Regions from separate parts of the Mus musculus genome. Here region 2 is linked to region 1. The links are chromatin contacts, called in public Hi-C maps. All regions are on one chromosome and are shown on one strand. Each heading gives the region's core, a stretch centred on a gene start, on an enhancer-like site or on the middle of the called end of the contact. The rest is flanking DNA. Distances are from core to core; before and after follow the strand shown. Region 1 holds the start of Chp2 (calcineurin-like EF hand protein 2). Region 2 overlaps Prkcb (protein kinase C, beta).

Region 1 (5,362 bases), core at 1,141-3,640:
GATGCTCTCCAGCTGCTCATCCGTCACCTGGACCCCAACCATGAGGCGGAGAACCTGGGAGGGGAGAGAAGAGGCAGTCAGAGAGAAGAGCCACAGAGGCTGCTCCTCCAGCCCCAGCCTTGCCCACCTCATCCCGTAAGTTATAACCAATTTTTTTCTCACGCACTTTTCACCATCAAACTCAATTTCCCCTACAGCCTGTAGTAAATGCCTGGCACTGTGTCACTGTCTAGTTGTATAGCCCAATCGACACCCATCCTCCACTCTACAACACCTTACTCTCCACCCTAACTTTATCATCTATCCCAGAGTCTTGGCACTAATGACATTTGGACCTAGATAAGTCCTTGATGTGGAAGGCTGTCCTAGGTGTTTGGGTGTGTATAGCAGTATTGCTGGCCCATTCCTGGTAAAAATCGATTGGGTGATCTCTTCCCGGTAATGACAACTAAGTATCTCAGATACTGGCAAGAGGCGGCATTACTCCCAAGTTGGGAATCTGAGCTCTATTCCCAGTCTCTTACCTATTTCCTCCCCACCCCTTGTCCTAACTAACCCAACCCCAGCCCATCTCAGGTCTTACCTAACACACAATCATTTGCAACCCCAGTCATCATACACACACACACACACACACACACACACACACACACACACACACACCTCCATTTAACCATCCTGCCCTGCCCACATCACATCTGATGCAGCCATGGTCTTCTGACCTGTAGCATTTCATTCCTGGAGATCTTCCCATCCCGATCCAGATCATAGAGCTGAAATGCAACTGGGAAAGGAGAGGGAAAAGGAAGTGAGGCTCCTGAGCTGACAATAAGTCCTCACCAGGCTCACGGGGGGGGGGGGGGGGGGGACGGGGGGGGGGGACGAGGGGGGGCGCACACACTCACAGCGCAGTTTGTTCATTCTGCTGTTTAGGGGTTCAGGTTGCTTGGGGTCTCGGAGTGTGGCATCTTCTTCATCTATAGGTCGAAAATAAGCCAGGACCCTGGCAAAGCCTGCGAAATACAGTCTCTGACTTCTAGAGGGACAGGGATGGAGAAGGTCAATGGTCACCCAAGCTGCCACCATCTGAAGCCTCACCTCCCACCCACGTCCATTTCCCCTCCGGTCAGCCAGTAGAGACTTCACCCGTTGGGGAAGAAGCTGTCTATAATGCGGTCACCCAGTGGATTCACAGCCAGTGCTCCGATCTGCTGGAGGTCTAGGCGGCTGTGAAGACAAAGCAAGGAAGGCAAAAAAGGAGGCAGATGGAGGTGTCAGTGAGGGGATGGGGCCAGAAAAAACAGAGGCAAAAGATCTTAAGATCTGTTCTGCTCACCTTAGGAAGCCCTTTTCATCCCTGTCCAGGGCTTGGAACCGGTGGTAGAGGCGGAGCAGGCTGGCTTGCGAGACTGCGGAGAGGAGGTGGGGATGAGTCCGCAGAGGACTCACAGGTCTTTATTGCCAGGCCCCTTGTGACTTGGGGTGCGCTGTAGAAACCCCGGCCAGGGGGCGTGGGCGAGGAACAAGAGGGCTTATTCTCATCTTTAACGCCCCCCCCCCCCAACATAAAAGGGTCTTCTATCTCTCCACCCTCAGCGCAGCTTCAACCACAAGGAAGAAGCTCACGGGCGAGGATAAAGGGAGAGAGTTACCCTTTGCAAGACCAGGTGTGTGGAGTCGACTCTGCTGGAGAAAGCTTGGCTCCAGAAAACACTAGGTTGGAGAACCCAGGAAGTTCCCAGAGCCCAGGATATAGCTCCCCCTGCATCTGTCCTCAGCTCAGCCTTCAGCCTCCAGCCGAGCTCAAAGACACCTGAGTGAATCTGGTCCATCAACCCGGACTGCCTCAAACTTGGCTCTCAGGTACCTTGCGAACCCGGACACTGGGTCTCGGTTTCCCAGCTCCAGAGGCGCAAATTCCCAGACTCAGATTCCAAACCCTCTAAGTCTCTGCGATCTGGAATACTCAAGCTACATTCTAGTGACACACACACACACACACACACACACACACACAAAACACTACACTACACTAAACCTCCTCCTGTGCCCGCCCACGAACTACTGGGCTGCGCTGACCACCACCACTACCAGCACCCATACTCACAGCCTGTCTCTCTGCGAATGTGCTCCACGTCTGGAATGAGCGCGATATGAGAGCTTCGTGAGCCCATGGCAGAGCCACAGGAGGAGACGAGCAGCCAGGGGAACCAGGAGTCCTCTGCTTCCTCTCTCCTCCCGTCCAAAAGGCGCGGCTGCCCAGTGGCCCCAGAGCCGAAGGTCACGGTCCTGGAGAGCAGCCAGAATCTAGGCGTTTTTCGCCTGCCACCTACAACTCTGGGAGAACAGAAAACAATGCCCGGAGTAGCAGGTCAGAGGGGAAGGCTGAAAACAACTGGTCGTTTCAGCCTGGAGATTGAGGTCGCCAGAGGCTGGGCAGCGATGCCAGGGCCCCGCCTTCCTCACGCCTGTGTGAGCCAGTTTTCTCCCAACACTCCCTAGACACAAACCCACCTCCTCCACAGGACCTCCCAGATCCGCTCAGCCAGTGCTGCTCACTCAGTTTAAATCCTACTGGGCAGGATGAAGATTTTCTTCTGGGGAGCAGAAGAGGGGGCAGGGGGCAGGGAGCAGGGACGGCTCCCTGGGCAGGAGGGATGGGGATGGGGAAGTCCGGGCTCCACTAAGTGGTACAGCATAGACGGGAATCCCAATTACGCTCTCCTTATTCTACATAAGGCCACGATGTTTTGTCTATGTGGGATTATCCTGTGGCTGAACTAATTCTTAAGATTCACGAAGCCTCCGGACACCAGCACTGAGGAGGTTGACGCAGGAAATTAGCCATGAGTGGGTGGCTACTCTGAGCTACATGTGTCCTAAGCCAACCTAGGCTTCCTTGTTTCTCAAAACAAACAAATGTGTTAAGATTTATCCAAAATCCAGACTCATGGATTCTCTGAGAAATCAGAAATTCTGGGGCTAACTTTGCGACTGAGTGGGATGGCATCACCTGCCATACAAGCCCAAGGCCCTGGGTTTGACACATTGCAGTGGGCTGGGGAAATTCCTAGACATTTTGATATCTCGAACAAGAGGCTATTTTCCACAGGGTTTGACACATTGCAGTGGGCTGGGGAAATTCCTAGACATTTTGATATCTTGAACGAGAGGCTATTTGCCACAGTGCCCAAACAACCCATGTTCACTCTCCCAATGTGACAACAGGTGTGTAACCTCTTAGGCTTCTCACCAGTTCCCAACACCAACAAGCTGAAGTCTGTGACCTGGCTTAAAATCCTAAACAGTCACCTCACAGTTGGCACATTCACACAGCATTCTATCAGAACATAAGCATCTGAAGAGGATGTGCTGAGACAGAAATGGAGAAGCACGGGCAGGTCATGAAGAACCGATGTCTATCTAGATCATATAGTCCATGTAACACCCAGAACCAGTATGCTAGAACTCAACTCGGAGAATTTGCAATTTTAGGGGCCCTATAAGAGCAAACTGAACACAACCTGAACTGTGGACAGGAATTTAGTGACATTCAATAAAGTATTTTTAGAAGAATCGAGGCCGAATTCCAGATTGATTCTCCTCGATGTTTGTTTTGAACAACAACATCCGTGGTAGGGTACCCTCAGGCGTAGGATGGGGCACTGTGCTGATACCTAGACAGCCCCCTGCTAACATTGTCCCACATGAACACAGGCAGGGGTGCCCTTTAACCCTTCTACCTTGGGTCCGTTTATTATCTATTAGGATGATATTAATAATGAAGCCTCCTCCTCCATTTCTGTGATTAGTGAAAGAAGAGTGTGAGGCAAGCTGGATGCAGGATGTCACACGCAGTGAGAGGCAAACAAATGCAAAAGGCAGCGTCTCATGCAACAGTACCAACAGAACAGCGCTACCAACAGAACAGCCGAACCAACAGAACAACGGTACCGACAGAACAACAGAGTCGGTTTTTTACTTCTTTGCACGCTTGACAGATTTCAACAGTAACAGTATTGCATACATTGAATGTTTCAAAGCATCTTACTTATTACTTGATCTCTAGTGTGAGAAACATAGATAATGACTAACTGGACCCTTGTTGCATCTATAAAATACTGCAGAGAACAAACAAATAATTCTACAGTATTTCTTTATCACAAATGATTGCCCCAGCACTTCTTTCTTCCGCTTCCTTTTTTGTCGTCTCGAATTTTCTAAAATAACAACTTGTTAGTCATCATATAGTACACTGTTCAAAATCAGCACAAGTTTCAATGGACATCAATTCTAATTAAGATTATATTTAAAAAAAAATACTAAAGACAGTAGCAAGGCCTGTCCCTGCACCTGGGGCTTTGCTATGTGCACTGTGAGTCCTTGCTAGACTTCACACTGTCGTGTATTGTGAACTGCTGAAAAGCACGCTGCCCTATTTCCTATAGCTATATGGGAACACCACAGTCATTAATAAAGGAAAAAAAGCTTAGGGCTGAAGAGATGACTCAGCAGTATAGAACACCTGCTCTTTCAGAGGACCCATGTTCAGTTCCCAGCACCCAAATGATAGTTCACAGCTGTTTGTAGCTTTAGGCATCGGGGACCCAATGCCTTCTTCTGGCCTTGGGGGATCCAGGCATGCTTGTGGTACACAGACATACATGCAGGCAAAACACCCACATGTAAAAACATTAAAAAGAATAAAGACTAAAATTTAGGTGGCATATGGTATCCCGTGCCTTTAATTCTAGCAGACAGAGGCAAAGACAGGTAGATCTCTGTGAGTTCAAAGCCAGCCTGTTTTATACTTCCAGTTCTAAGCCAACCATGCATACACAGTGAGAACCTGCCACAAAGATAGATCAATCAGCTAATGTGAAGCGGTGCATACCTGTAGTCCTGGCACATGAAAAGCTGAGGCAAGAGAACACTATCCAAAGTTAAGGGCTATCCTGTGCTACATAGTGAGTTCTGGCAGCCTGGGTAACAGTGAGTTCCTAACTTTAAAAATATAAAAGGAAGAAGGAAAAAAAAGATAAGACAAAATTGTCATTCATCTCTGGACTAGGAAGGTAAGGATCAGGTGGCTTTGTCTGAGTGTCTCTGCAGAGTCCCACATAGCTCAGGGCATCACATGACAAGTCCAACAGTGTATCCCTGCTTGGTGCTTCCGTGTTCTCATAAAGCCATTGACCCAACCTAGACCACTCAGGGAGCTGGAGCAGGGGGATCACAAGTTCAAGGCCTTCCTGTTCTACAAAATGGACTCAAGGCTAGACTGGGCAACTTAGAAACTGTTCCAACATTTAAAAGTAGGGAACTGGGGTGAGGAGGGGCAGCTCAGTGGGTAAGAGTTCTT
Region 2 (5,455 bases), core at 2,007-4,506, 250 kb before region 1:
TAAGAGCTAGTTTTACACAGTGGGCTTCAGTCTGTAAAAGCTGATCTAGAATGTGGAAGGTGGTCATCTCTCTGTCCTAGGTAAAATCTGAACTGCTTTCTTTTGATCTGGGCTTCATGTTTGGTAGCTAGAGTGTTCTCTGGAAAGAGCGCTGGCTCAGTATGTGGGCAAGGACACTTGGCTGCTCAGGAGTGTTTGAAGTTGTAGGCTAGGGACGGACTAAGCTGAAGGAACTGAGATGCCTCATGTGGGAAGTAGGAGATCCCAAGTCACTATACGCTGTCCTGGATAGGCTAAGGAACGGAGCTAGCAAACACTTCAGGAAAGTATCCTGAATGTCTACTTAGCCACTTGCTTTCCTGGGTTCCTTGGTTTTCTGGGTTCCTGGGTTTCACTGGTTGACTTTGGCTATAGTTTTTTCTCCAATACCCTCCTCCAGACTACCCTACCCTCAGTACATTCAACTTCTACTGTATCCCCACCTCCACCCCGTTCCATTGACTCAGAGTGGCTCTTGGCTCTGAACTGTCCCAGGGTCTTCCAAGGTTCATCACCCAAGGTGGTAAGGTGTTTCCCAGGATATACTGTCTCCTGTGAGCATCACTTAATTTTAACATAAAAACCTTTTTCTCTGGATACTATTGTGAAGCTGGGACAAGTCCCTGCTAGTGTTCTCTCTGTCTCTCTGTGTATCTTTCTGTCTCTCTCTGTTTCTATGTCTCTCTGTGTGTCTCTCTCTATGTCTCTGTGTGTATATCTCTGTCTCTATGTCTCTGTGTGTCTCTGTCTCTCTCTCCTTCCTCTTCTCTCTTCCTCCTCCTCCTCCCACTTCTCCTCTTCTTCTCCCTCTCCCTTCCTCCCTCCTTCTCTCTCTTGATGTTCTCAGTTCTCGAAGGCTAAGATGTCTGAGAGCACCCAGGGAAGTGGGCAGGGGAGTGGCTGAGGACTCAAGTCCTGGAGTCATGTCTGACTCCTGGGTCTTGTATGCTAGATGGGCCACTTGACAGCTTCGTGACTCTGAACGAGGGGCTGAACTCGCCACACCACAATCATTGTGCCTGACAACTGAGTGGTCATCCTCAGAGATGTGAGGTGAGGTGGGGATTCGGTGAGACGGTCTCCTTAAAGCACCTGATATTTAGTAAGGGCCAGGAAATGGTGGCCAAATGCACCACCAGGTCGGTGTTTGAAGCAATCGGCGTAGACTGTCTCTTTGAATGTCTCTGCTCCCTAGATCTCAGCTCTCAGGTCAGGCAGAGAGAGCACTGCAGCCAGGAACAGTCGCCTAGTGTCTCACTTTCTCAAAGACTTGGCTGCAAGGTTGTAAGCTCTCCAACTATGCCAAAAAGATCGGTGCAGAAACAAGCAAGCACTACCATTTCCTCAGGGTGTGGCTCCACCTCAGCCTTTCTCTGCTGGGCCCCCAGGGACCTGGACTTCTGGCTCAGGGGAGCACAATCAGATCAGCCAGGCTGAAGAGGGAATTAAAAGGTCACTGGACAGAAGATTTAGTTAACAGAAGAGTCAGTCAGGAAGGGCCCAAGGAGATGGGTCGGTGTGGGAGTGCTTACCATGCAAGCTTGAGTCCAGATCCCGGGCCCCCGAGTGAAACCTGGAACAGTAGAGCTCTAACCCATGGTGAGTGGGTGGGGCAGATCCTGAGAACTTGCTGGAATGTTCCAGGTTCCGTGAGAAAAGGCATCCTCCACCTAACTATTTCTCAGTCCAGGGATTTACCCAGCCTCCTGGCCAGGACTCGACCCATAGAAGACATCATTTTGCAGAAGGACGGGCTGATGTGAAGATGAGGAACCCTTTCTACCTTACAGTCCTGCAAACATTGGCTCTCCCTCTCCTCCCTCTCCCTGTTTTCCTCGTCTCTAAAATGGAGTGGATGTTAATAACTACCTCAAAAGGTTACCATACATGGGAAAAGTGCATGACCAACACCAACACCGAGCGACCTGGCGTTGTCGTCAGCAAATGCTGGAGGAGACAGAGTGAACCCACCCAGACCTAAGGCCATTCTAAAGTTGGAACCACCCCTTCGTCCCCACAGTTCCTAAGGCAGCCTGGCAGAACTGTCATGGTAGACGAGCATGCAGCAAGCATTAGCCATGGCTCCCCCCAGCCCTCTAGCCCACTCCCATCCTGCCTCCTGCAGAGAGCTTCCTGGACTGTCTCCACTGCAGTGCTCTCTTCCTATCTCTTTAATAGTCCAGGATCCCACCCCAGCCACACCACAGCACCGGGCAAAGCTGGGCACTGCATCACTAGGCTTAGCCACACCCACTCCAAACAGTTTCTGTAACAATTCTTCTCCTGGCCTCTGCCTCTGTTGTTCCCCCTGCCTGTCATGTTCTTTTCTGGAAACTGCAACAAGCTCTCTTCCAAGCTTGCCACTGTAGTCTCAGACAAATGCCACCATCTCCGCTAGTGACAGGCAGGCCACGGATCACACTCCTTTACTTCCTCACAGGCTGTCTTAGGGACATGTCTTGTTTATTTTGTGTTCATCTCTCATCATTGAGAAAAATGAAGGCGTCGTGAATGTGCCTGCAGTCTTTTGCAGGAGAGCAGGGGAGGAACACAGGAGGCACCCGGCAAATATTTGCTCGTGAGAGATCTAGCTTTCAAACCGAAGCCTGCCCCTAAAGCCCAGACTCGAAACCACAATGCTTCAGCAACCCATCCATGAGAAAAGCCAGCCAGAAGCAGGAGCCTGGCCAGCTCTTTTGGACAGATGCGAGTTCCCTGCGGGAGGTAGAGACGCGGGCTAAGGGTAGAAGGCCCTGGTGATCTGGTACCAACTCAAGCCGAGAGCTCATCCTGCATGAGGAGTCTCAAGCCAAGACACAGAAGATTCAGAACAGAGCAAGAGGGGGTCCTGGCTCAAGGGGCTCTGATCTCAAATCTTCACAACACCTGAGATGCTGTGAGGGTGGAGGAACTGGTAGGCATCCTCCATACAAGACATGGGCCCCTGTGCCCAACCCACATGGGAGCAGAGCACGGGTGCCGCCTGCCCCCTAGTGGCCAATGAGGCAAACTCTTTCTGCTTCTCTTGGGGTTCTTAACCAGCCGCAGGGTGACTGGGATTTCTGAGTGCAGAAATGTGCACAGGGATTTTGTTAAAATGTAGATATCGACTTGCAGGCTTGGAGTTGAGCCTGAGATTTCTGAAGGTCTAACCAGTTCCCTGATGTTGCAGCTGGTCTACAGAGCAGCTGGGGTGTCCAGTGGTTTCTGAAACAAAAAAACGGAACTCTGAGGCATTAGGAAGTCAGACCACAGGATTGAGAATGGAAGGTACTGTCGCGGCAGGGGTTTCTTTAAGTAAAAGAATCTGGACTAGAGGTGGGATTGGGTGGAGCTTGGTGGTGATGGAGCTGCCGGAAGAAGGCCGGCCACCAGTGTGCCTAAAATCCAAAGAACAGACCCAGCTCCTGAGATAGAGAGACAGGGAGAGGCAATAGAAACTTGAAGTTCCCAGGCAGGGCATAAGCCTGGTTCTGCCAGGCCCATGCCCACCCAGCATCCTGCTCAAAGCCACCAATGTACAGTCCCTGAGTATGTCCACTCAGTTTTGATTGCTACTCTTTGGGGAGCCATTTTATTAAAAGCTTTTGTCCTATTTAAACATTTTTCCATTTTACTGTTTGTTTGGTTTTTTTTCTCAAAAGGTATAAAAGTAAGAAGGGGTAATCGTGGTGCACACCATTAATCCCGGCACTTGGGAGCTGAGGCAGAAGGATCTCTCTTGAATTCAAGGCCAGGCTGTCTACAAAGTGCGTTTCAGGACGGCTACACAGTGGGGAGACGGCTTCTCTGGGTGAGGATGCCTTCTCTACAACCCTAAGTACCTAGGTTCAAATCCCCAGCACCCATGTAAAACGTCAGGTGTACACACCTGTAACTGCAGTCGTACAGGGTGATAGAGTCAGGAGAATTGCTGGGGCTTGCTGGCTGCCAGCCCAGCTCCAAATTTAGTAACAAATCAGACCAAGAGTGATAATGTCCTCATCTTGTCACTGTGCTTGTTCATGGATGCATACACATGTGCACACACATGCACACTATACAATATACACACACATAACACATATATATGTATATCTATATACACACACACACTCATATATATATATATATATATTTACCACACATCTATATATACATATATATCCACACACTTGCACACATACACATGTACACATACATCATTTACACATGCATGCCACAATATACACATATGCATACACATAAATGCTCACATGTATTCACGTGTACAGATGTACAGATACATCATTTACATACACATACATTACACACATACACACATGTACATACATTTACAATACTTATATATACACATACAACACACACACACACACACACACACACACACACACACACACAAATGTGATATAATCCCAGTTCTTCAGGAGATGAGGCAGGGGGATCATGAGTTCAAACTCATCCTGGATAACTTTAGCCTCTATCTCAAAATTAAGTTCTCAAAGGAAGGCTCAGGTACCCAGCATTGGTCTGGCATCACAAGGCCCTAGATTCAAGCCCCAGGACACAAAAATGTAAAATGTATCTACTGCAACCAGAGGAACAAAGAGAAGAAGAGACGATGCTCTCCCCACCTCCAGCAAGGCCTCCACTCCTGATCCCCTGTGACCCCAGTATCTGCAGCCCAGCTCATGTGCTTCCTCCCCTTTAGTCCCACACTTATGAAACACACAAACACACCTTGTACACAGGGAGTATCGGCTGCAGTTGCTTATTTAGTCGATGGGAATTCATAGCAGATACTTTTATGAAACCTAACCTTCTTACATAATGGCTATGGATGTACCTCTAGGTCCAGGGGTTCTTTTCAGAGGCAGCCAAGGAGCAAATAGTCCAGGCTACACAGACCATATGAACTCTGCCATTTGATTGAAAAAGAGAAAAGCAGCCAGAGACACCATGCAAATAAATATGAGTGTGGTATAATAACATCTCATTATAGAAACAGGCTAGATTTGGCCCCAAGTCATAATTTGCCAACTTCTACAACAGATCAATAGCTGTAGCTGGGTTGGTGTTGTTTAATTATTTAGAATTTGTATTTCTTAAGTCGTATAAGTAGAAAGAAACACAACATAATTTGAAAGTATATGGCATATAATTACATGACTTAATGAATTGTATAAACTGAGCACAACTGGATAACAATTCCTGTTCAGAAAAGGACTAGCCTATTCAAAGCCGACATTTCAGCAACTGCCTAACATCCCAAAAGACGGATATGTTCTGTTCAAGCTTATTACTCTTTCCACCACAGTCGGTAAACACGCTCATTTGGTACCTGTTCCTCTGTGTGACAGTGTTTATTTTAGTTGGACAGATTCCCAAACAGGGAATTCGAGAGCCACCACACATAGGTGCATTTTAATGAACATTG

What was found. A called contact is a pair of places that touch in the nucleus more often than the background predicts.
Region 2: a contact with region 1 is called in a Hi-C map of bone marrow-derived macrophages, with 32 read pairs. The contact joins the enhancer-like site here to the promoter of Chp2 in region 1. A contact is called at or near these places in 7 of 39 promoter capture datasets (the C10 cell line, the HPC-7 cell line, cranial neural crest and 4 more), 3 of 484 Hi-C or Micro-C datasets (bone marrow-derived macrophages, centroblasts and regulatory T cells), 6 of 115 datasets of contacts at active chromatin or transcription factors (bone marrow-derived dendritic cells, embryonic basal ganglia, embryonic forebrain and 3 more) and 3 of 9 other capture datasets (adipose tissue, liver and pancreatic islet).

Annotation. Positions count from the first base shown.
Region 1 is chr7:122,216,524-122,221,885 of GRCm38.p6, reverse strand. Chp2 (calcineurin-like EF hand protein 2) reads right to left here and starts at 2,390. Exons shown (of 7, transcript NM_027363.1): 1 at 2,108-2,390; 2 at 1,337-1,409; 3 at 1,147-1,227; 4 at 906-1,036; 5 at 723-784; 6 at 1-54. The coding sequence starts at 2,174. It overlaps Gm51496 (a long non-coding RNA gene), which reads left to right and starts at 49. Exons shown (of 2, transcript XR_003946871.1): 1 at 49-135; 2 at 3,813-4,167.
Region 2 is chr7:122,468,377-122,473,831 of GRCm38.p6, reverse strand. All of the region lies in intron 5 of Prkcb (protein kinase C, beta), which reads right to left. Among named protein-coding and RNA genes, the nearest start is that of Gm51497, 170 kb to the right of the region's middle. Within about 2 kb of position 3,256, at least 13 of the 459 cell types and tissues checked have an H3K27ac peak or open chromatin away from gene starts, as enhancers often do. A contact at or near this core is called in bone marrow-derived macrophages and microglia, where this site is marked.